Linked DNA regions of Sminthopsis crassicaudata: region 2 is linked to region 1. The links are chromatin contacts, called in public Hi-C maps. All regions are on one chromosome and are shown on one strand. The core of a region is the stretch at or near the end of the contact, and the rest is flanking DNA. Distances in the headings are between cores, read along the strand shown. Region 1 holds the start of SLC2A4 (solute carrier family 2 member 4). Region 2 holds the start of PLSCR3 (phospholipid scramblase 3).

What was found. A called contact is a pair of places that touch in the nucleus more often than the background predicts.
Region 2: a Hi-C map of fibroblasts shows a contact between it and region 1, with 8 times the contacts expected there. The contact joins the promoter of PLSCR3 here to the promoter of SLC2A4 in region 1. A contact is called at or near these places in 2 of 2 Hi-C or Micro-C datasets (fibroblasts and hippocampus).

What each region holds. Positions count from the first base shown.
Region 1 is chr4:295,856,876-295,861,884 of ASM4859323v1, reverse strand. SLC2A4 (solute carrier family 2 member 4) reads right to left here and starts at 1,934. Exons shown (of 12, transcript XM_074311756.1): 1 at 1,826-1,934; 2 at 1,043-1,218. The coding sequence starts at 1,874.
Region 2 is chr4:296,046,435-296,051,443 of ASM4859323v1, reverse strand. It overlaps PLSCR3 (phospholipid scramblase 3), which reads left to right and starts at 2,347. Exons shown (of 8, transcript XM_074311792.1): 1 at 2,347-2,965; 2 at 3,292-3,346; 3 at 3,711-3,916; 4 at 4,447-4,489. The coding sequence starts at 3,340.

The sequences.
Region 1 (5,009 bases), core at 685-3,184:
GAAGAGAACAGTTCTAATATGGTCATCTAGATCATTAAAGTAAGACTTAAAAGATTTTCAGCTACGTCCTCTTGGACTCCTCCCCCCCCCATACAATGCCAGAGATTTGCTGGGGGTGGGGAGAGAGGGTACCCAGAGGAGTCAGGAGGAAAGGTGGTGGTGAGGGCGAGGGTGGAGGTTGGCAGGATAGATGCTGGCAGCACAGATTGTCTCTCCAGTAGAAACCTGAGCTGGAGGCTGGGGGGAGGGGGGCGCCTTATGACACTCCTTCTCCCTCCCCCTCCCTAACTGTGGAGCCAAAGGGAAAGTTCAGAGACCTGGAGAGAAGCCAGGTTGTGGTGTATGTATGTGTGTTGGGGGTGGGGGGGGAAGAGGGATAGGGACTCATGGAGGCAACTAGCCAAGAGGAATAGGACAGGGCAATCAAAACTCAGATACCCTGACTAAGCCCCCAGATGTCTAGGTCTCCTATACTCAAACGACTCAGAATATGACATGCCAGGCAGTGACCCTGCATATTCCTCTCCAATTCCCCCTCCCCCAACACCTGGTGGGGCCATGCGTTCAGAAAGTGGTATCAATCACACCAGGGACCTTGACTTAGAGACACAAAGAAACGCCCTGGCGACCCAGTTATTTCTTTTTCTAACGAGTTATTCTTGTTACTATGCCTTAGATGTTCTGTACCCCAAGAGGAGTCCCATATCCCAACATCTGAGAGTTGAGGACTTCCTATAAGGCACCTTCACCTGTCCTGCTTCTACGTTTGGTTTTTGACAAATGCCACCCAAACTCTCCCTTCGAATCTCCTTTCACAGCGGTAAAGACTAAAGTCTCAGCCATAGTATAAATAGCCAGAAGCCCCTGATCGCACTCTCCTCCCTTCCCCCCTCCCAATCCAGTATCACCCCCCTACTCACCACAGTCTCAGAACCTGTAGAGCCTGCGCAGGAGTCTCACCGCACTCCAACCCCGTTAGGAAAAGGGGGAACCTAGAGAGAATCCCTTACAGCCCAATTCCCAGAAAACCAGTTTTCCCTACCTCGGACCAGATCTGCTGAAACCCCGACGGCATCTCTGTGACGAAGAGGGGGAAAACTTGGAGGTGGGGTGAGGGTCTACGAATACCAAGAAAGAATTGGAAACAGAACAGAGTCCGGGGAAGAAGCTGGTTGAACTTGAGAATCGGGAGCCAAAGGATGACTGGAGGTAGCCCGACTGGTGGGAAATAGGAGAAAGGAATTGGCGAAAATTGAAAGAAGGGAATTGGAGAAATGAGAAAAAGAGAGGTGAATGGGACAGTGGGAGGGGGACCCAAAGTAGAGGAGCTGGAGAGGAGCAGAACGAACGCTTATCCTACCCAGACGCGGGAGAGACCCGGCGAATCCCCCACCCACCCCCACACACACCCCACACCTAATCCTAGAGTCCCCATCCCCTCCAACAAACCACACCCCTACACACATGAGCCACACCTTCTCGCAACACCCATTGGCTGAGATCCCATACTCCCCCCAAAGTCACGCTCTTCCCAGGAGGCCCAGAGAAACTCCGCCTTCCTCAAGAATGCCCAAGGGGAGGAGCTTGGGGAAAGTCAGGAGCCACTGAAGTGAAGGGCGCTCGGTGCTGTGCCTATTAGGTGCGGGCCTTGCGGTCTGTTCAGGGAGACACACCCCCTCACTCCGCTCTTCCCCTTTACACAGAGAGACCCAAAGTAATTGGGAGAAGACAGTCCCAGAGAAGGAGCTATCCGGGCACTCGTCCTGTACCCGCACTCCCCCAGTCCCCGCCACCCCCTGCCGGTGTGCGGGCTGCGGAAACGTACAAGCGTGGGGAGTGGCGCTCTCGAACGGGTTTTCGAAGGGAAAGGGCATGAGTGGATTAAGTCCTTCTCCCCTACAACTGAGTCCTGGCTTGGGTGGCCAGAACGGGGCGGGGCAGAAAATGACGCGTGCCGGGGCGGGATCCTGGGTCCGGGGGTGGAGTGGCAATGGCCTGAAGTAACCCGCTCTGGATATATTTTTAGCTCCTGTCTTTGGAGCTGTCAAATGTCAGGTCCCGAGTGTAACCCCTCGTCCCAAGTCTTGGAGGTGGCCAGGGTAGCGGGAATGTAAAGGGCCGTCATTGCTGCATGCTTCTCAAGGAAGGACGGGCTGAAGGGCTATTGGCTCTTTCGCTGTTAATATAAGAGTTAGTCAGCCAGCCAATATTTCTTTTGTATCTCCCTACTTGTATAGGGTTCTGGTGCTGGAGTCGGTGGCCCTGAGGAGCAGTTCGGCTTACTGCCTGGGGGACCTGGGCGAAAAACTGCCCCATTGGACCTTAGTTTCCTCATCTGTAAAATGGCGGTGCGGGGTGTGGGTGGGGATAGGATGTTAGCAGTAGCCTCGGATATCCCTCTAGTAGCTCTAAGAACTATAATTCTCCGATTCTTTCCACTTATGTTCCTCTTTGGATGTTACTTAGACATCTCCCCCTCGGTCCCTTTCTTTCCGTGTTTGTCAGTTCGGTAGCTCCCTCTCCTCGTGTCGGTCACTCTCTCGGGCCCTTCCCCCAGGGGCAGCTGCTCGGAGGCGGGGGCCAGGCTGAAGAGTGTGAGCATCAGGAGAGACAGGTGGCTGTGGTCAGCCATCAGCTCACCGTCCCTAGGGAGATATCAGAGCTGCCCTACACGTGTCATGCAGAACTAAGGCCTGGAAAAGTAGACACTCACGCTGACAGAAATAGGCATAAAAAGGGGCACAGTGACAGAGAGAAAAGATATTCAAACTGACTCAACGGATTGGTTCCTGCCTTTAAGTCACTAAGCATTTATTTTGGTAGTGGCTCCCCAATGTGGATGAAGGAAAAGACATATACCCCACGTTGGGTCATCCGAATCATGTCACTGGAGTACCTCTAGCTGCCTCCCTACACTGATGGGGAGAGAGACCAGAGTTAGGAGAAGGGGAGTATGAGGTGGAGAATTTCTCTCCAAAGATGGGGGGCAGGGGAAAGAGGAAATAATGGGGACAGACGCAGCACTAGTGACACCTGGAGGGAAGAGGAGGAACTGGATAAGGAATAAGGTCAGAAAGATTAGGGATTTTATTCCAGATAGATTGGCCCCTTGAATTTTCAGTGTTTTCAGTTTTCTCATCTGTAAAATGTAAAAGTGAAACTAGACTGTCTCAAAGATTTTTTTCTACTTTTGATATCCTTTGGGTCTAGATCCATAATTCTGGTTGTTCTACAATTGGAGCAGCAATAGTAGCCTATAAACCCTATCCACTTGTTTTGGATCTTGTGGACTTTCTTGGATTATTGAGTGGAGCTTCTACCATCTGATTTTGTCTGTAAAATGGCCTCTCCAGAGACACTCTCCTAACAGGGCCCGACGTCCCCAGAGGGATGGAATACCTCTGCTTGGGTGACTGTTTTTTCCTGGAAGGGAGAAGAGATAGATAAAAGGGGATGGCTTTTATTGAAATGTATTCACTAAAGTAGGTGAGGACCTTTGGAAAGAGAGAGAGGAAAAGGAATGTGTTGGCCTAAAGAAGAGTATGGAAGGTATAATCACTATCATCACTGTGTGATGGGAAATCAATTCAGGAAGGATAAAAGGGTTATCAACAGTACCCATTTGAAGCTAGATAATATAAATTTGAGGAGAACCCAACAACATAGTTATGTTACTTCTTTCTGAAATGTTCAGCAATACTGGAATAGGAATGGTGGTTGGGTAAACACAGGATTGGCTTGAACTAAAAAGTTCACAGGACAATGGAAAAAGGATTGAAGGAAAGATATTTGAACTGGACAATTAGTGGGTCAAGAGTGTAAAAACAGGTGATGGACTAGAGGAGCTAGACGTGATAGTGAGAATGAAAGAGGATGTTTAGGAGGAATAAGACAGAACCAGAAAGCCAAGACAATCACCAAAGAGGGTGATTTTAGAGCTCAGGATTATGCAGGTAGAACAGCTGTGACCAATCTTTCTCTGGCTGAGAAGGAAGATGGAAGTTAGGTTGAATGATTTGGCTGTTCAGGGTGTTGCAAGATGCTATATGAAGAATGAGGCTGTAAACCAGGTACTGAATTTTTTGAAAAAGGAAAAGGTAACTTGGAAGCAGATAGTTGACTGCAGCTTGAATCTGGAGAGAGTGACATAGTGAACCTCAAAAAATAAAAAGGAAAAAGAAAAGAGAGTTAATGATGGAGACTGAGGGAAGAGTTGAGACATGACAGTTGCAAAGGTGGGTTGTAAAGTTGTACAGGGTGGCCAGGAATTCAGGAAGCCAAATTAAACTAGTGACAGGAAATGCAAAGGATATAAGAAGATATTGAGGACAAAAATAGAAGCATATTAATGATAGGACAGGCAATACAAAGACTGCAGTGGAATAGGGGAGCAAAGGAGAATAAAGACTGGAGTAGGGGCATGTGCAAAAATATTTGTAGCAGCTCTTTTTGGGGTAGCAAAGAATTGGAAAAAGAGTAGATGCCCAAGTGAGGAATGGTTTAACAAATTGTTGTATATGAAGGTGATGGAATATTATTGTTCTATAAAAAATGATCAACTTATGTTGAGTGAAACAAGCAGAATCAGGAATATATTGTACACAATAATACAAAAATATGGGATAATCAACTATGAAAGACTTGGTTCTTCTCAGTGGTTCAGCGATCTAAGGCAATTCCAATAGACTTTCCATAGAAAAGGCCATCTGCATCCAAAAAAAGAACCGTGGAGATTGAATGCAAATCAACACATTGCTATGTTTACTTCTTTTTTTTTGTTGTTGTTTTTTTTTTCCCCCTCTCCCATGGTTTTTTCTCTTTGTTCTGATTTTTCTCTCTCAACATAAAACAATGTGTATTAAAATTAATTAATTAAAATTTTTTTAAAGGAGTGGGGTGCTGATAGCTGATATGCTGATGATAAATGAAAAAGTTTTATCTTATATCTCTGAACCATAGACACATAGGGGAAGAGTGATAATTGGCTCCTAACCTCCAGAGTTCTGTGA
Region 2 (5,009 bases), core at 1,098-3,597, 190 kb before region 1:
ATGCTCAGGTCTAATCATGTCATTCCTCTTCTCAAAAACTTCTGGTGATTCCCTAAAGGCACATGAAGCATAGCCTTCTTAATCTGGTATTTAAATCTTGCTCAGTCTGATTCCAATTTACTTTTCCACCCTTATCTTACTTTATTCCCCTTCCTATAGTCTAGATTCCATCCCAATTCCTTGAATTCAGTGCTAATTTCCTGCCTTACTACATTTTTGCTTATAGTATTTCTTTGGCCTGAAATGTCCTTTCTAGGCATCTGAAACCCATAGAAACTTAACTGAAAAGCCACCTTCTTCATGGCAATATTTTCCTTGTCTGAATTCTCATATTTATATCTAACATTTTCACACTCAAACTTGATTCCAATTGTTTATATTCGAGTCATCTCCCCTGACATATTTATGTCCCACTATACTCCCCTCCAACACAATGCCTGCACATAGTAAGTGCTTAATAAATGAGAATCAATGTAATTGAATGAAAATGGGCAAGGCAGGTAGATGGCCCAGTGCAAGAGGGGTCCTGCACTGGAGTCAGGAGAACCCTAGTTAAAATTGACCTCAGACATTTAACACTTACTAGTAGAGTAGCTCTGGGCAAGTTACTTACCCCCAATTTACTGGCAAAAGAAAAAAAAAAGAGGCTATGAAAATGGAGACAAAGTCTAAGATCCTAGAAACTTTTTTTTTTTTTTGCTGAAGCAATCTGGGTTAAGTGACGTGCCCAGGGTCACACAGCTAGGAAGTGTTTAAATGTCTTGAGACCAGATTTGAACTCAGGTGCTCCTGAATTCAGGGCTGGTCCTAGAAACATTTTAAAGACAGAATGGACAAGATTTCCACTTAAGATGGAAGGGAAAGAGGAGGAAAAAATACCAAGATTGCAAACAAATTTAATCTTGAAATCAAAGAATCCATAATAGCCTAAAAAGGAAAGTGGATATCTTGACTTTAGATGTATCCAATAAACCAATAAGAATTATTTATTAAATAGCTATCATGTGCCAGACAAATCTAAAGGCTGGAAATATGGATACAAAAAAATGAAACAATTCCTACTCCGAAGATTCTCAATTTGCATGAGGGATATTACCTGTACATATATGAAAGAAATCGGGTATCTGGTATTCTTTCTTCTCCCTCTCCCCCCCAGAGTTAACATTGAGGGATGTTATCACAGGTTAATCACAGAAGTGCTAATGAGATAACATGATGTTCACACCTGTGAGAACACTTTCTGTGATGCAATTGAAGGGAGCCTGGCCATTGGATGAGCAAGATGAGGTGATGCATCAAATGAGATAATATTTGTAAAAAAGAAATTAGCTAATAGCTGTAATAATAATAGTTAACATTTGCATAGTGCTTACTATGCACTATTCTAAATTTTATTTCATTTGATCCTAACAACTGGTTTGGGAAATAGGTACTATTATTATCCCCATTTTAAAGTTGAAGAAACTGAGGCAATTGGAAGTTAATTTGCCCAGGGTCACACAACTAATCACACATATAGGCCAGATTGGAACTCAGGGCTTACTTGCTTAGTGCAATGCCTGACATATACATAGTAGGCACTATATGAATGTTTTTCGCCCCCCACCATTCCCTACACGAGTCTATTGAATAAAAATAATTTAAATGCAGTTATTAAAATAAATTTGTCAATAAGGAAGGGCACTAGCAATTGGGAGATCAGAAAAAGGTGGGACCTGAGCCAATATAATTCTATGGAGATTCAGGATATTAGAAGTGGAATGGTCTTCAGTGACAATTTGCCCAGTTTATAGAAGGGATCACTGAAGCCCAGAGAGAGGAAACAGCTGGACTGCATACACCTAGTTAGAGCCTCCAAGAACCCAGGTTTCCAAATTTCCTTTCAGGTCTTCTACACTAATAAAGATATATAACCTGAGGGAGTCTGTAGAAAAGGGAAAAATATGGTCTCACATGTGTGGGCTAAAGAGCAGCAGATATGAGTGTGGGAAACGTGCATAGTAGGCATTTGATAAATATGATGGATTCCCTCTTAAGCGCCACGTGAGAATTAGGAAGAGAACTAAAATGCATGAAATGGTTTCAGAAGTCTTAGTTCCTGTATTCACCAGTAGGGGGCGCTGCAGTCACGTGGTGGAAGTGCACAGAGTGGTGACTCCTCCAAACCACAGTAACTTTTCCCATAAAACTCACTCCCTTTCCTGCATCTCAGTATCCCGCCCTCCATTTTAGGGTTGGTCAATTTGCATATCGATATACAACACCCTAAGGTTGGCTAATTAACATGTGGTGGGTGGGCTCTCTACCAGCCACCACTCCTAATCCAGTATGGGGGAGGGACGGGGTACCCTTTTCCTGCCACAGAAGCTGGCCCCGACCTTTCGCTGCCTCTCTTCCCCACCTGGCTCCTCTCATCCGAGGCGGAGAGCATGTGCTAAATAAATACAACTTGACTGATTCACGTCTCACCGTCGTGCTTCTCCCCCTCCCTCCCGCCTCTGCACTACTAGAGTGACTCACTGAGCAGGAACCGAGGTGCCTGTAGGCGCTACCAGAACAAGTCACCTCCTGAAGTCCGCGGCTCAGATGCTTGAGTGTTTGGCCACTAGACCTCAGCCTCGCGGATTTAGCGCAGAGGAGGAGGAAAGAGACCGGCTGCGGGCGGGCGGGGGAGCCTGCCTTTCAGTCTAGCCCTTCGGCCTCTCCCTTCCGCTTCCATCCTCCCGGTTGGCGGAGAAGATCCGGAAAGCTGGGAAGGATGGGACGGGACTCCGAGAGCGCGCCGCGTCCTCTCTTTTCCCACCCTGCCCGCAGGGTCGGCTGTGGTGCTCTGGCCTCGCCCAAAATGTAGGCGGCTGCGCGGTCCCGGGGCTCGCTCGGACCTGAATGTAGTTACCCCTCCCGAAGTGAAGGGCCCGAGCCCTCCCGGGATTCCCGGCAAAACTGGAATTCGGGGCTGCCTATTGTAAGCCCGGGCCAGTGGATTAGGGCGGGGGAGGGAAGTGGAGCGGGGCGGGATCGCAGGGAGGAAGGGAGGGATACGAGAACAAAGAGACGGGCGAGTGGAGGGAGCGGGCACCGGCGTGGCTGGGACCCGGGGCTTCCAAGCCGGGCTGCTGCTTCTCCTCCCTGCCTCCCCCTCCCAAACCCCCGCCCCAGGCCCACGCCGACATTTCTCTGAGTAAGCCGCAGTCCGGCCCCGCCTTTCTCCCGGCCCCACTTTTATGCCTCCGCTGTGTCTCTCTGCTCCCTCTTCTCTTTTTCTCTTTTCCTCCTCGACTCTTTCTGTAGAAGACACTCCTCGCGGGACAGCGACATCCCACCGCTAACACCCCCTCCATGGCAGGTGAGCTAAACTCTGCGGAGGTGACTAGGAGTCCTGGGGCGGGCTGGCCACGGGACGGGCGTGGGAGGGGTTCTCTCCGCGGGACGAGGCCGGCCCGCCGCCGGCTTTCCTTCCCGCTCTTATCTCTTAACCTTTGACCTGAAAGTGGGGAAGGAAGGAGTGGGACTTCTAGGGAGACCCCTCCTGGGACTGTAGTTGAACCTGCTCTCTGTTCTACCTCCTTCGTCTTTGTCTCCAGGGGTTTGTTTCATTGTTTTTCATTTCTTCCTTCCTCTGTGTGTTTCCCCTTAGTTCTCTGGGGGAACTTAAAAAAGGTAAGGAGGTCACTACTCACTGTTTCCCTCTCCATATCACCTTCCCACAGGTTATTTACCCCCCAAAGGCTATGCCCCATCACCCCCCTACCCAGTGGCCCCGCCTGCCTCATATTCCAATCCTGCACCTGCCCCTGGCCACATCGTCAACCTCTTCCCTTCCCCCGGCCCTGGGGCCCCCTTGGAACCAGAACCAGCCACTGTTCCCTTTCTGCAGTTGCCTGGAGTCCCTCCTGGCCTGGAATTCCTTATCCAGGTGAGTTAGCAATATGGGGGAGGATCTTAGGACCACAGAGAGACTTAGGCTCCAGATCACATTATTTCATGTAGTCCTTACACTGGGGTGTTCAATAGGTTAAATCCAAATATTATGCCCGTATTTTAGCTGAGGAAATAGAGATTGTAGATTGTTACTTGGGTGGGATGTAATAGTGATGCAAAATGAATTATATATATATATTATAGTCCTTGGCTTCAAGGAATTTATACTCTGATAAAGGAGGTAAGACCATGTGTAATGTAAGTGACATGAGAGATATAAAGTTCTAGAGAATAAAAAGGAAAAAAAAAACTTTTGAAAGGAGATTGTGCTGGTAAAGAATCAGGAAAGAGTTCTGGGAAGAAGAAGCTAGAGTCTTAAAAAGGATCAATAGAATTTGTACAAGTTGGGGAGGAAGAACTAAAAAGTGCATGAAAGAGAAAGTAGGGAAAATAGCTGGAAATTTAGGCTTTCTCTCTAGCTCTATGGGGTAGCAGAGAAGTGTGTTTGTATGTCTCTCTTCCTAGATTGATCAGATCCTGATTCATCAGAAGATTGAGCGGGTGAAGGGTAAGTGGGGTATGATTGTGCCTAGATATAGATTGAAGAATGGTTGAGGTAGGAGCTGCAAAAGGAAATTTCATTTAAAAAATGAGGGGAGCCTGCATCTTCTTCTGTAAGTCATCTTATCAGCTTCCCGGTCAATTACTCCCACATATACGTATATCTGTGGTCCTTGAATCCCTCAGTTGCATTCTTTTCTAATAGACAATTGGACATTTTCTTTAAAAAAAATTTTTTTGTTGTTATTGATATCTTTTGTTTTTACATCACAGTCATTTTACAATACTTTTTTTTTCTCATTTCCTCCCCTCAGTGATGAATCCCTAATAACAAAGAATAAAAAAAGAAAGGAAAAAAGTTGTAGTTCAGCAAAACTAAGCAACATAGAAACCAAGTCTAATGTTGTTGGCATCATTCCACTATCCTCATTTCTAAAAAAAACAGGAAATTACATTGTATATATTTCAATGTAATATTCCGTTTCAATTTATTGTGTCTACTTACATTAAGTATTCATGTACACTGT